2 separate regions of the Gossypium hirsutum genome follow, and region 1 is linked to region 2. A link is a contact called in public Hi-C data. All regions are on one chromosome and are shown on one strand. Each heading gives the region's core, a stretch centred on a gene start, on an enhancer-like site or on the middle of the called end of the contact. The rest is flanking DNA. Distances are from core to core; before and after follow the strand shown. Region 1 holds the start of LOC107911823 (granule-bound starch synthase 1, chloroplastic/amyloplastic-like). Region 2 has its middle 35 kb from the start of LOC107911857.

Region 1 (7,010 bases), core at 4,281-6,780, 260 kb after region 2:
TAATCTAACCGAAATTTCCAAGAAAGGGTGAATTGGTTTTCAAAATTTTGTGGAAGCTAGAGAATAAGGATAGAAAATTTGAACACAAGAATTTAGAGTGGTTCGACCCCAATTGCCTACTCCACTAACTTAGCTTTCTACTACTAATGATTTTCCCAAATTCACTAATTTGACAACCTTTAAGGACAAGGTTTAACCTTACAAACTCCCTTAAGATTTCTACCCAAACCTTAAGACACAAACTCTCTCAAAGAAATGCAAATAAACAAACTAAGAACAAACCCTTACAATATCAGAATGTTTGTAAATTAAGCTAAATTACAAAGAAGAAACTTGAGCAGATAGAATAACAATGAAGCTCACAAGTGTTTGTAAGAAAAGTATAGAAAATTTTATCACAAAGGTTGTTTAATTGATCTTTAAGCTTGAATATTCTCTCTTGTTGTTGTAGGACTTTTGGAAGTTGGTATTTATACCCTCTAATTCATTTCCAGCCATTGTGGTTGTTGAGGAATTAAATAGAGCCGTTGGATATAAAAATATCAGATCATTAAATTCGCCTGCAACAAAAAGTATCGATACTTTTTCTGTGAGTATCGATACTATTAGCATTTAATGTCTGATTTAATGACCTTTAAAGTTAGTTTACAACGATACCAAAGATCATTTATCTATACCTAGTAAAAGGTATCGATTCAAAAATGGTATCTTTATAAAAAGATGGTATTGATAAAATACAATAGGTACCGATATATTTTAAAAATTATCGATACTTCTTGTAGGGAGCAATTTTTCAATCGATTTAAAATGTTTCAATCGAGTTAAAGAGTTTAAAACCATTTTTGAACTTTGTCCAAAATTTTCTAAGTGTTCAAAATATTTTCTAAAATTTTTGGAAGTCTTGAAATGATTTGTATGCTTTGAACTTTATAATTTCTTTGTTCAAAAACAAACTTTATTCAAAAACATTTTTGTTTGTTATATCAAAACAATTTATCAAATAAAGATAGTTTAACAATTTCATCCAAAAAAAAATTATTGACAATAATCTTTTAAGTTAATAACAAAATATTTATATTAACTGTGAATTTTATCTTTAGTAAGGTTTAAAAGGATGCAACTCCCTATTATCATGGTTTTCAAAATTAAATCAGAATATTCTGTCGAAGGATTGAAAACTAGTTGAGTATCAATTCAAAATAAAGAGTTAGATCGATTAACTCGCAAATCAATATGAATGAATGATTAAATTTATTTTTTAATTTTTAATAATTTATTTAATTAAATTTAAAAAAACTGATCAAAATAATAATACTCACAGCTCTCATTATGAAAATATTATTGATATGAATGGGAATTGGGAAATGACCATTTGAATACGGATAAATTTGGCAGAAATATCTTCCACAGCACATGCAATGCTGGATGCCAGTGAATATTCACATGACTGGAAAAGCTCACAATTTTCTGATGTGATATGGTTATAATCATCATATCAAAAACTTAAATATAATATTTTTCTATAAAATAAATAAATAATATTGAAAATAATATGAAATACATATACTTTATAAAAAAATTTACCTCAGTCAATAATATGGGTAAGCAAAACTCGATTTGATTCGAAAAAATCAAAAAAAATTTTGAATTTCAAATTAATCGAATCGATTTATTCGAGTTATTTGAGTCAAATGAAATATGTAATTCGACTTTCGAGTTCGAGTTGAATTAAATTTTAAAATTCGAATAACTCAAATAACATATTAGTAAAATTACATATTTGGTCTTTTCCCAATTTTGAAAGTAAACAAATTGGTTTCTCTCAACAAAAAAATTAAAAAAATTCTAAATAAATTTTAGAAATCCAACTATTTATAAAAATTAAAAATAGATTTGATCCAATTTGGTACCCAAACTTGACATTTTTTCCTAATTTGGTACTTAATCTTTTTTGTTCAATTTACTTAATTTTTTTGTTCAATTTGGTACTTGTCAAACGTTTTACAAATTACCCAATATACTAAAAATATTATTTTTTATGAGGTAGCAAAAATAATCAATGTATGGCCGATATATGACAGATGATATGATATTTTTGTATTTTATATGTTAAATTACTTTTAGTTTTATTTAGTTTTTTAATTATTTTATTAATTGAAAATAATGAATTTCTTTTAATTTGGGTTTTTTTTCTTATTTAATATTAATTCATTAAGCATAGCTCAATACCTATTTTTTTAGCATGAATTCTCTCTAATACTGACAATATTTTTGTAGCATAAGAAAAAAATTTTAACACTATTAATGTTTTTCTTAATTTGTATAACATTTAATAAATTTACGTACCAAATTGAACCTAAAAAAAAAGCTTAGGTACCAAATTAGGAAAAAATGCCAAGTTCAGGTACTAAATTGGGCCAAAAAAATTTAGGTACTAAATTAGGAAAAAGTGTCAAGTTCAGGTATCAAATTGGGCCAAAAAAAATTTAGGTACTAAATTAGGAAAAAATGTCAAGTTCATGTACAAAATGTTATATTAAGCCTAAAAAAACAATATCATGTCCATTAGAAACAAAAAAAGAATGTATTAAAAAATAAGGCATAATATCTTTTCTGGCCCTCTAACTTAAAAAAATATATTTTAGCCCTCCATTTAATTTTTCGTCTCTTTTAGCTCATAAACTTGCATTGCTTATCAAATCACCCAAAATAGCTAGAAGTTAATGTTTGTTAACTTTGCTGACGCAGTATACACCACGTTTGCAATTAACTAATTATTTTTAAAATTTAAAAATACATTTTATAATTTTTAAAATAATTTTTATATATTATTTTGAATTTTTTAAAAATTTAAAAACTAATTAATTGTTGACATGGCATCCACGTAGCAATTCACATATATGTCACAACAACAATGTTAACTTTTTCATCTATTTTTAGGTGATTTGATAAATAATACAAGTTTAATAGCTAAAATAGAAGAAAGTTTAAATGAATAGCTAAATTAAATTTTTTTATAAAGTTAGAGTGTCAAATAAATCATTATATTAAAAATAAAAAAAATTGATAGACGTTCGTCAAAGGTTCTATTTAGGCTTTTTTTTTAGTATAAATATAAATATAGAGTAGTTTTCTTTACTTTGCCATCTATGCGTTGTTTGTATGTATTAATAAAATTACATTTAATTATTTCTTAAATTTTGTAAAATTTTATTAATAATATAGTTATAAAATTAAAACATAATAATATATAAATTTAATCTTAAAAGCACGATATGATCTTAGGCTAAGTTTAAATAAACAATATTTTTAAAGTAACAAATTACTTTAAAGTATAAATATTATAATGGTAGATTGTATGAAATTTCTATTTTTATATATAATTTCTAATATAAATTTAATTATTAATTAGTGGGTGTAGATTGTTAATTAAATTTAAATATTGTGACCATACCATTATTTATATTTTTCAATATCTATTTTAATTTTAATAGTTTATTTAATTTGTAAAAATAATGATAAACTTAAAAAGATTTTTTTTAATTGTTTTAAAATTTACCATAATTTATTATGTAAAATTGTAAGTTAAATTATTTAATATAAGCAAATTAAAAGAATTTATTATGAAAATATAACTTACAAAACACCGTTAAAATTTATATTTATATATATAAGCGGAATAGTTTATGTTACAAATTTTCACTTCAAAAATGCTTACTTTCTTTCCTTATTCTAAGTCAAAATTTTATAATGTGAACACATTAAAAACTTAAAAATATTGTAATATATATGATTATAAAATCATTTCATTAAAATTAATGGTCAACAATAACCTTTTAAGTTAATAACCAAATATTTATATTAAATGTGAATTTTATCTTTAGCAAGGTTTAAAAGGATGCGGCTTCCATCGCTGATCGAGTTTTAACTCGATCAGAATTGACATTGTTGTCAATGCAGGAGGATGTGGGTTCGAGTGTGATGAAGTGCATTGTCCTCCTTGTTATGGGTTAGAGAGGGGCTATGAGTAGTTTTAGGCATTATGTCAAAAGAATAGATATGATCAAAACTTATAATTAAATTATTAAAAAAAATACAACTTCCTAACATAGTTTTCAAAAGTGGATCAGAAAATTAGTTGAGTATGAATTCAAAATAAAAGAATTAGATTAATTGAGTTACGAATTGAATATTGATTTAATTTTTTCTTTTAAATATGTTATAATTTTAATAATTTATTTAATTAAATTTAACGAACTGATGGAATCAATATTATTGATATGAAGGGAAATGACCATACGAATACTGTATAAATTTGGCAGAAATATCTTCCACAGCACATGCGATGCTGGATGCCAAGGAATATACACATGACCGGAAAAGCTGATAAATTTCTATTGTGATATAGTTATAAATGATGAAAACATAATTTATCATTATATCAAAAACTTAAAAATAATATTGTTCTATAAAATAAATATTATGTTGAAAAATAATATAAATATAATATGAAATACATATACTTTATAAAAAAATTTACTGAACTTAAGAGTATAATGAGCAAAATTCGATTTGATTCAAAAAAACTAAAAAAAAATAAATTTCATGTTAATTAAATCGATTAATTCAACCATTGTTAAAATTTGAAAATAAGCAAATTGATTTTTTAAAATTCAAAATAATTTTTAAAGATCCAAATATTTATAAAATCTCTAAAATTTATATATTTTTAAAAATTTTATAAAAAATAAAAAATTTCTAAAGAATATATAAAAAAAAAAGTTAAAAGGGATTCTAAAACAATAATTTTAGGATTTAAATAAGTAAATTAAGGATTTAAGTTTATCATACTAAACTATCCTTTTTTTCTCTTATTTTGCTTTGAAATTAAAAAAAAATCAAATATATATGGTTTCAAATTTATATACTCTAAAATAGAATTAATTATATGGTAAGAAGATGTTAATTTGACATGTTTAATTTTTTTAATCTAACTCAACCAATCTTACTCAATTCAATTCGATTCAACTCGACTCGAATTAAATTCCATTTCACCCAACCTAATTCAAAAAAATTAAATTAAATTAAATTAAAACAACAAAATAAAATTCATCAACTCAATAAACTATTCTCAACTTAATTTTAATCCAACGCTTACGCTACCTAAAAGTTTGTCTGCTACCGATTTTTGCACTAAAAACAAGAGTAAAAAAAGGAGGCAAAAATACAGCCACGGCTAATTCCACACCGTCAATTAACTTCAATTCATAGTACTAAAATTATAAGATATCGGGAAAAGCAATCCACCAACTTTCAAGTTTTTTTCACGATGAAACAGACATTTGTTGGAGCCCACCAGTTATGAACCCACCTAAGACTGAAGCGTGACTAGTGACCGCAAATTTCCTGCATACTCATACCATGCTAAGGGCCCCCACCTTCCACGTGGGAAGCACTTAGACATTGAGATGAGACTCCTCCTCTCTCATAAAGCCACGTTTTATTGTAGTTCAACGTTGTAATCAGTTCAAATTGGCAGATCCTAGGTGAACTTCAGTGACCACGCCACTTCAACAACTTCCATCACTCCTAACCCAGCTGCACTCAGTGAGTGAACCATCTCGAGTTCTTGAGGTACTGCTAACTTAGCTGATTTTGAGTGATCCACTGTATCAGTTACATAGGTTCCTGTTTCCTTTTCATCACCCTACGTTCTCTTGAAGCTATATAAAATGTTGGGTTTTTGTCTTTAGTTAATTTGGTTTGGTTTTCTTTTTGGTATCAGCTTTCGATCAATGGCAACCCTGACAACCTCACACTTTGTTTCGACATGTTCACATTTCAGCAGCCATGGAGCAGACACTAAGGCCAATCTTGCACAGGTTGGTGCCAGGAATCAAGCCATGACTCACAATGGTTTGCGGTCTTTGAACAAGGTCGATAGGTTGCAGATGAGGACCACCAACGCAAAGGCTGTCGTTACGAAAGCCATGAAACAGGCAGATCACAGGCCTTTGGGAAAAATTATTTGCGGAATAGGGATGAATATAGTGTTTGTGTCAGCTGAGTGTGGCCCCTGGAGCAAAACTGGTGGACTTGGTGATGTCCTCGGTGGACTTCCTCCCGCAATGGCTGTAAGTACATATAAGTAGAGATTTTGGCTTTGGTTTTGGTATTTAAGTGAGATAACTAGCCGCTATTGCTTATTTATCGTTCAATAGGCCAAAGGACACCGTGTTATGACAGTGTGTCCTCGCTATGATCAGTACAAGGATGCATGGGATACAAGTGTGTTAGTTGATGTAAGGTTTCCAATCCTGCTCGATTCAAGAGATATCATATTTTACTTTTTTAGTACTTCATATTCCACTAAAAGGATCTATGTTTGGATTAATTTCTTAAACTTGAGATCCTAATATGCAGCTAAAAGTCGGAGACAAAGTTGTAACTGTTCGGTTCTTCCACTGCTACAAACGTGGAGTTGATCGTGTCTTTGTCGATCACCCCATGTTCCTTGAGAAGGTTTGAAATGATTGTTGCCTTGGTTTAATGTTCCTGGTAAATGATTCTCGTTCAATCAATTTTCTTATGGTCGCTGTTTTGATAATTCAGGTATGGGGCAAAACAGCATCCAAAATCTATGGCCCCAGAGCAGGTTTGGACTACGAAGACAATCAACTGCGGTTCAGCTTGTTATGCCAGGTAAAAAAAAAATTTGCCATGTCCCTGAGTCTAACCATGATATTGTCTCTTTCAAATATAAGTCAACCTAATTTAATGCCATTTTTATTTTGTTTGTTTGTAGGCTGCTTTGGAGGCACCTAGAGTTCTAAATTTAAATAGCAGTAAAAATTTCTCAGGACCATATGGTATGAAGTCCTCCTCTTTAGTTCTAACCTTGAAAGTTTAACTCTCTTCTTCCATGAAATGGTTTAGGCTAATGTGCTTCACCACCATCTTCTGCAGGGGAAGATGTTGTCTTTATTGCAAATGATTGGCACAGTGCTCTT
Region 2 (7,505 bases), core at 790-3,289:
CGACGACTAGACTGAGTATAGGGTGTTACATACTCCATGCAGTCACACAATATCCGAAATATATAACTTAGCCAACATTTGTAAAGAGTAATCCGTATAGACAGGTAAGAAATGAGCAGACTTAATTAATCGATCTACTATCATCCAAATTGAATCTTTCTTAATGGGTGTTAAGGGTAATTGTAACACCCCGAATTTGGGACTAGAAGTATTAAGGTTTGTTGGTTAGGTCAGTGGTTTGATAGGCTGTTAACTAAGTATTTGCGTTTTAGAGATAGAGTGAACCTGCTGGTTCGGTGATAAGGTGTTTGTCATTGTATAATGTTTAACACAATTAATATTATTATATAATATGTATATGAATTTGTATGTCATATTTTGGTTTGTTTGTATATAACATTTATGGTTATGTATATAAATTTTTTTATTTGAATTATTATCTATATATATAACGCATGAATTTGGAAAAACTTTTAAATTGATAAAAATAATCTTTATTATTTATTATACTACTAAAATGATATTTGAATAATTTTTATTTTATTATTAAATTTTGAATATTGAAAAATCTTTATCTTGTTTAGGCTTAAATGTAAAAAAAATCCTTAGTAAAAAAACAATTAAGCCCTTAAGAATGTACTCAATTGATCTCTCAATGACAAAAAAAAATCAACTAAACCCATTTTATAATGAAAATTGTCATTCACGAATTTGATTGTTAACAAACACTTCCGTGATTGACAAAATCATTGTGAAGCAATTACATGGCATGCCACCTAGACAAATATACTGACATAGCTTGTCACGTATCATATATTAAAAGAATTAAAATCCTAAAATTATATAAAATATATATACTGAAATAAACTTAGAGAAATGAACATTCAAGTTTATTTGAATTTGAACATCTATTTGTCTAGTTCATTCTAGATGTAGTTTAAAATATTATAAAAAATTTAAAATGTTGTAAAAATATTATAAATTTATAAAAATTATCGATAATTAAGTAAAAAATTCTAACAAAATACAAAAAAATCATAAAATACTATAAAATGTTTAAATATAAATAATATAATATAATAATAAATAATCCAAATTTTGTCCGTGCCCCTATATACCCTATTATGCCTTGCTGTAGAAACACAAAAATCGTGTTATTTGATAAATTTCGTAATCCAAAACTCATATTCATCAAAATGTCACAAATTATATATATATTAAGAAGTTTTTGTGTTCATTTTTCATATGAATTATAGATACAGTGAGTACATACAAATATGATTTTTCATTACTAAAATTTTAATAAATTCGATAGGAACTTAATTTGATTTTCATATCATTAAATTAACATATTACATCATTATATATTTCATATAATCATTAAACTTAAAATTTTTAAATTTTATTAATTACTAACTTTGAATATTTTTTATACATATATAATAATTGCATTAAAAATAATATTATATTCATAATTAATGTTTTTGAATTTTATAATTTAACATAAAGATGTATTGATTTATAAAATTTTAATATAATTATATAATATTTAAAATATATTTTCATAAATTTAATTTTTTTTTAGTTTTATATTGGATCTATCTCGGGCTTAAGTTTGGATTGGTCTCGAGCCTAAGACCGATCATGAGTCAATTTTGGGCTCGAATTATTTTGGACTCGAGCTTTCTCAAATTTGAATTTTCTTATATTTAGATTTTCTTAGATTCAGATTATTACATGCTTGGATTTAAAGGTACGAAGTTTCAGGTTCAGGTCTGTGCACAAAAACAAAAAAAAATATAATATGAATATTAAGTATAATTATATGATCTCAAATGCGATAATATTTTTTTTTCAATTGGTAGTAATTGTGTATTTTATCCTTTTACTTTGATTTAGTCATTAATTGTGTATAATGACAAAATTATATTAATATTAAAAATAAAAATATATTTCCTTCCACTTCCCACACCCCACCCCTTTCGACTCCTTCCTTCTACCATCGCTTTTCCCTCTCTCCCATTGTCCCTCCTCCACCTCGACCCTTTCCTTCTCCTCACCGTCCCTCTCTCTCCCCCGGGCCATCGCTTTCCCTTCCTTCTCCCTTGACTAAGCCAACAACTTGTATTTTCCTCAATTTTTCTATTGGTTGCCTCTCGTTCTTCTTAATTCCTCCACAACATAATTTCCCCTCTATAAAAGCATAAAGGCCAAACATCTTCCATCGCCATTAAAACCAAAACTGCAAACGATCATTAACATTGGTTGGTAATGCCTTTGATTCCACGGCTTTCTGTGCTTTCACTTTCTTTGTTGTTATCTTTGATAATTCTGTTTTAAGTGTTAGAGTATCTGGAAGTTAGTTAGTTGACTGTTAAGATAGCCGTTAGTTTGTTAAAGAAACAGTTCTCAGCTATTGCTATAAATCCATGTATCAGGTCATTAATATGGCTTAATGAAATTTAATATACTTCTTCAGTTTTAGAGTATTTTTTGTTATATTTCAACATGGTATTAAATGTCTCTCTCTTCCTGGGATTGATGCTTTAAGTTTCGGTTCTTTTTGGTTGTTGCATGGATCAACCATCGAGTTCTTCCGCTGTTTAGTCTACTGCACCCACGATGGCGTCCAATCTTGTTAATGGTGTTCTTGATAGCAGTTTCTTCTCTACCAAGAAAGTGAGTATACTTCTTGATGATTCCAATTATCTTTTATGGCGGCAACAGGCTATGTTGGCTGTTAAAGCTTACAAACTGCAAAGTGTTCTTGACTTGCATACCGTACCACCCCCTTCGATGGTTCCAGGTGATGATGGGGTGCTTCAAGAAAATGTTGAGTTCACTAGGTTCGAACAGTAAGATAGCGCTCTTGTTTCCTGGCTTTTGTTCTCGGTAAGTCAAGATGTTCTTCCTCATCTCATTGGGCTTGACACCATTGCTCAGATTTGGAATTCTATTGTAACATTGTATGGTAGCAAAACTACTTCTCGACTGATGTTCTATCGTCATGCATTACACTCTCAACGAAAAGGTGATATGTTTATGAAAGAGTTTTTGCTGAAAATCAAATCCTACTGTGATAATCTTGCTAGCTGTGGAGAGGCTATCAGTGCAAATGAGCATATCACTGCTATCCTTAATGGGCTGCCATTCGAATATGAGTCCATTGTTTCAATCATTCTTGCTGGTCAGCTTTCATACATTGTTCAGAATGTCACAACTATGCTAATTGATGCTGAAGCTAGACAACAGGTTATACTGGCTGAGACTCCTAGTTCTGCCAATTTAGTTTCTTAACAATCTGCACAGTCAGTTACTAATACTTCTGTACCACCTTATCGTGCATCAAATTCTCGGGGTCGTAGGCGTGGTTGCTAGTCTGGAGCCCGTATTCAATGCCAATTGTGTGGAAAAACTAGATATATAGTTGATCGATGCTATCATCGGTTTGATTCATCTTACAAAAGTTCCAACTACAGGCCTTCTTCGCAAGCAAATATGTGCATGTATGCACTTGGTCCTTCTCCTTGGACACTATTTGATGTGTCAGTTATGTCACCTGTGGTTCAACCTTCTCCCAACTAGTCCTATCAGTCAGCGCCTACGTCTAACTGGGCCCATCCATATATGAGTAACTCCACACAACAGGTTTCACCTTCCTCTACTACTGTTTTTCCACCACATGCGTTAATTGCTGCACCTGACACTGTAGGCGACCCTGCTTGGCATCCTGACTAGGGTAACGTATCACCTCACTCACTCTGCTACCTCTCTTGGTGATAATCCATCTCACAATGGGCCAGGTAAGGTGTATGTTGGAAATGGTAGCTCTCTCCCTGTTTTGTGTTCTGGTCAGTCCTCTTTGCTCACTAGGACACGACCACTTTACATGAAATCACTTTTATATACTCCTGGCATTACTAAAAACTTGATATCTATGTCTAAGTTCATAAGAGACAACCAGGTGATGTTTGAAGTTCTCCCGACACAGTGCCAGGTACGTGACTTAAGGACCAATGAGGTACTTTTTAGAGGATCAGTGCATCATGGCCTGTACAAGCTCTATTTGAACGATGCTTTTAGAAATTCTCAACCTATGCGCACGGCACACTATTTTACAGCTAGAACGTCTGTTGCTCTGAGTGTGTGGCACTCTAGACTAGGACATCCTTGTAAAAATGTATTGCTCAATGCTTTACAACATTGTAATATGTCAGTTGATGTAAATAAAGAAGAGTTTGTGTTGCATGTCATCTAAGCAAGGAGCACAAACAACTGTTCTCTTCCTCGATATCTCAGTATTCTGCTCATTTACAATTGGTTGTTGCTGATGTTTGGGGACCAGCCCTAGTGACCTTGAATGGTTTTCGTTACTATGTGGCTTTTACTGATGCCTACACCAAATATTCATGGATTTATTTTTTGCACAAGAAATTTGAGGTTTTGACTGTGTTTTCTCAGTTTCATAGACAAGTTGAGCGCGTTCTTGGTTTACAACTACAGACTTTACAAATAGATGGGGGTGAGTTTCAATCTCTCAGGCATTATCTTGCTCAGCATAGGATCATGCACCGTTTCACCTGTCCTTTCACTTCAGCTCAAAATGGCATTATTGAATGTAAGCATCATCAAGTTGTTGAAACAGGTCTCTCCATGCTTGCGCATGCTTCCATGCCTATATCTTATTGGAGTGATGCCTTTAGCTGTGCCATCTACCTCATCAACAGGCTGCCTTCTGCTCCTCTAAGCTATACTTCTCCATATGAAAAAACTTTATCGAGCCAAACCCAACTATGTTTTTCTCAAAACCTTTGGGTGCTTTTGTTTCCCGAACCTTAGACCATATAATAGTCATAAACTTCAGTTCCAATCCACTTCATGTACCTTCTTAGGATACTCTCCCATTCATAAAAGGTATTGATGCCAAGACAACAATGGTCGAATATACATCACTCGACATGTTACTTTTCATGAAAACACTTTTCCATTCAAAACTACTTGCACCCATTCTTCCACACTCAAAGACCACATGTCAGCTAGTTCCAGGTTGCTTGTTCTAACCCCCAGCCTACCACCACAAAATCCTTTCTCACCCAACATTATGGTTAACAATTCTTCACCATCCACGTCATCCACTATACCTAATTTGCCTACATCGATACCCCTTGTTCAGTCTAGCTTGTAGTCCTATTCTTCTACCTCTAATAACTCTATGGCTTCACCAAACATTACTACATGTGCACAACCTCTACTTCCTACCCCAAAAAATTCCCATCCAATGATCACCCGTAGCAAAGCTGGTATCTTCAAGCTAAAAGCTTATTTGAGCAGTACATGCAAGTCACCTGATATGCCTACTGATGTTCATACAACTATGGCACACACTTGCTAGAGAGATGTATGCAAGCTTTTATCAGCAACAATACCTGAAGTCTGTATCCACTCCCTTCACACCATCGCACCATTGGATGTAAGTGGTTATTTAAAGTTAAAAAAACTGATGGTACTATAGATCGATATAAAGCTCGGTTGATTGCCAAGGGATTTTCTCAGCATGCAGGGACTGATTTTTAAGATACATTTATCCCAGTGGTTCGTGCAGTCACCATCAGGACTGTTCTTGCTATTGCTATAATGAAGGGGTGGCCTCTACGACAGGTTGACATGAATAACGCCTTTTTAAATGGAGAGCTAGCTGAAGAAATCTTCATGGATCAGCCACTTGGGTTTGAGGTGTCAGGACCCAACAATCAGAAGTTGGTGTGCAAGTTGTACAAAGCCTTATATGGGTTACGTCAGGCTCCACGGGCATGGTTTCACACACTCAAACAATTTCTGGTCAGTAAGCTTAGGTTTCATGAGTCATAGGTCGATCCGTCTTTGTTTATTCGCGTTTCTAGTGATAGCCAACTCCTGCTTATGGCCTATGTCGATGACATTGTTCTCACAGGTAGTTCTAGTAAAGATATTGACAGTGTGATATGTCAGCTTCACAACAGGTTTGCTCTTAAAGACTTGGGCCAACTCAATTTCTTTCTAGGCATTGAAGTGCAGTATACCAATCAAGGGTTATTTATAAGTCAGCGGAAGTATGTGCAAGAAATTCTGCTAAAAACAGGTATGATGGGGGCAACTACCACTCCTACTCCTATGGTCAGCTCACCTAAGCTTATTGCCACTGATGACAGCCAAAAGCTTGTTGATGGTCAGCTCTATCGTAGCATTATTGACATGCTTCAATACCTATGCATTACACGACTTGATCTATCTTTTTGTGTTAACAAGCTTAGCCAATATATGAACTCTCCTAGTGAGCCTCATTGGAAGACAGTTAAACGTGTGCTACGCTACCTGGTGGGAACTATGGTGCATGGATTGTTTTTTGCACAAGGGCAGTTTCAGCTTGTTTGCTACTCAGATGATGACTGGGCATCTTCAGTCGAAGACAGACGCTCCACTACAGGCTATGTTGTGTACTTGGGGTCCAATCCGATAGCTTGGTGCTCCAAGAAGCAAGCAGTGGTTTCTAGGTCTTCCTTAGAAGCTGAATATCGAAGCTTGGCCAATTGTGTGTCTGAACTGATGTGGGTTCAACAACTTTTAAAAGAAATTGGTGTATCCGTGGAACAAACGCCAGTGGTCTGGTGTGATAACACTTCTACTATTTCTATGGCAGCTAATCCAACTCATCATGCAAGGGTCAAGCATGTTGAGATCAACCATCATTTTGTTCGAGAGAAAGTCCTTGATGGCTTTCTGCAGGTCAATTTTGTACCGTCAGTCAGTCAAATTACTGATGTGCTCACAAAACCTGTCACTCTCAAGCAATTTGCTATTTTTCGACATGCTCTTCGGGTCACAACAAGGGATGCACCATTTATTTTCAAAGAATTTGAGAACCAGGAGAATGTTAGAGTATCTGGAAGTTAGTTAGTTGACTGTTAAGATATCAGTTAGTTTGTTAAAGAAACAGTTCTCAACTATTGCTACAATTGCATGTATCAGGTCATTAATATGGCTTAATGAAGTTTAATATACTTCTTCAGTTTTATAGTATTTTTGGTTATATTTCAACAATAAGAACCTTAAATTTTGAAGGATTATTATTTAATTCAAAATTGGAGAAAACTTTAACTTTCTCAAGAACATCCAGTTTTTCCCTTTTAATGGTAAGTAATTAAATGCAAAGATTTTCTTTCTCGTGTATTGAGTTCATTAATTTAACGTATTGATTTTCTTTTTCAGGTTGTTGGCTTAGTCAAGGGAGAAGGAATGGAGAGCGGTGGCGAAAGGAGGGGAGAGCGATGAATAATACTGATGGAACATGATATAATTGGTGGATGATTCTTATTGGTACTAAGATTTGAAGTGATTTGAGTAATGAAAGAATATTCTAATAAAAAAAGTTTGAAGTACCAAATTAAAAAAATGTATAGTTTAAAGTGCAACTTATCAATTAAGCCTAATCGACTCTAATATTCTTCAAATTATTAAAAAAATTATTT

What was found. A called contact is a pair of places that touch in the nucleus more often than the background predicts.
Region 1: a Hi-C map of leaf shows a contact between it and region 2, with 2.4 times the contacts expected there. The contact joins the promoter of LOC107911823 here to the enhancer-like site in region 2. A contact is called at or near these places in 3 of 34 Hi-C or Micro-C datasets (leaf and petal).

What each region holds. Positions count from the first base shown.
Region 1 is chrD08:39,993,008-40,000,017 of Gossypium_hirsutum_v2.1, forward strand. LOC107911823 (granule-bound starch synthase 1, chloroplastic/amyloplastic-like) reads left to right here and starts at 5,531. Exons shown (of 15, transcript NM_001327055.1): 1 at 5,531-5,634; 2 at 5,786-6,134; 3 at 6,222-6,302; 4 at 6,424-6,522; 5 at 6,613-6,702; 6 at 6,806-6,869; 7 at 6,967-7,010. The coding sequence starts at 5,796.
Region 2 is chrD08:39,737,947-39,745,451 of Gossypium_hirsutum_v2.1, forward strand. No RefSeq gene overlaps it. Among protein-coding and RNA genes, the nearest start is that of LOC107911857, 35 kb to the left of the region's middle. Within about 2 kb of position 2,040, at least 2 of the 9 cell types and tissues checked have an H3K27ac peak or open chromatin away from gene starts, as enhancers often do. A contact at or near this core is called in leaf, where this site is marked.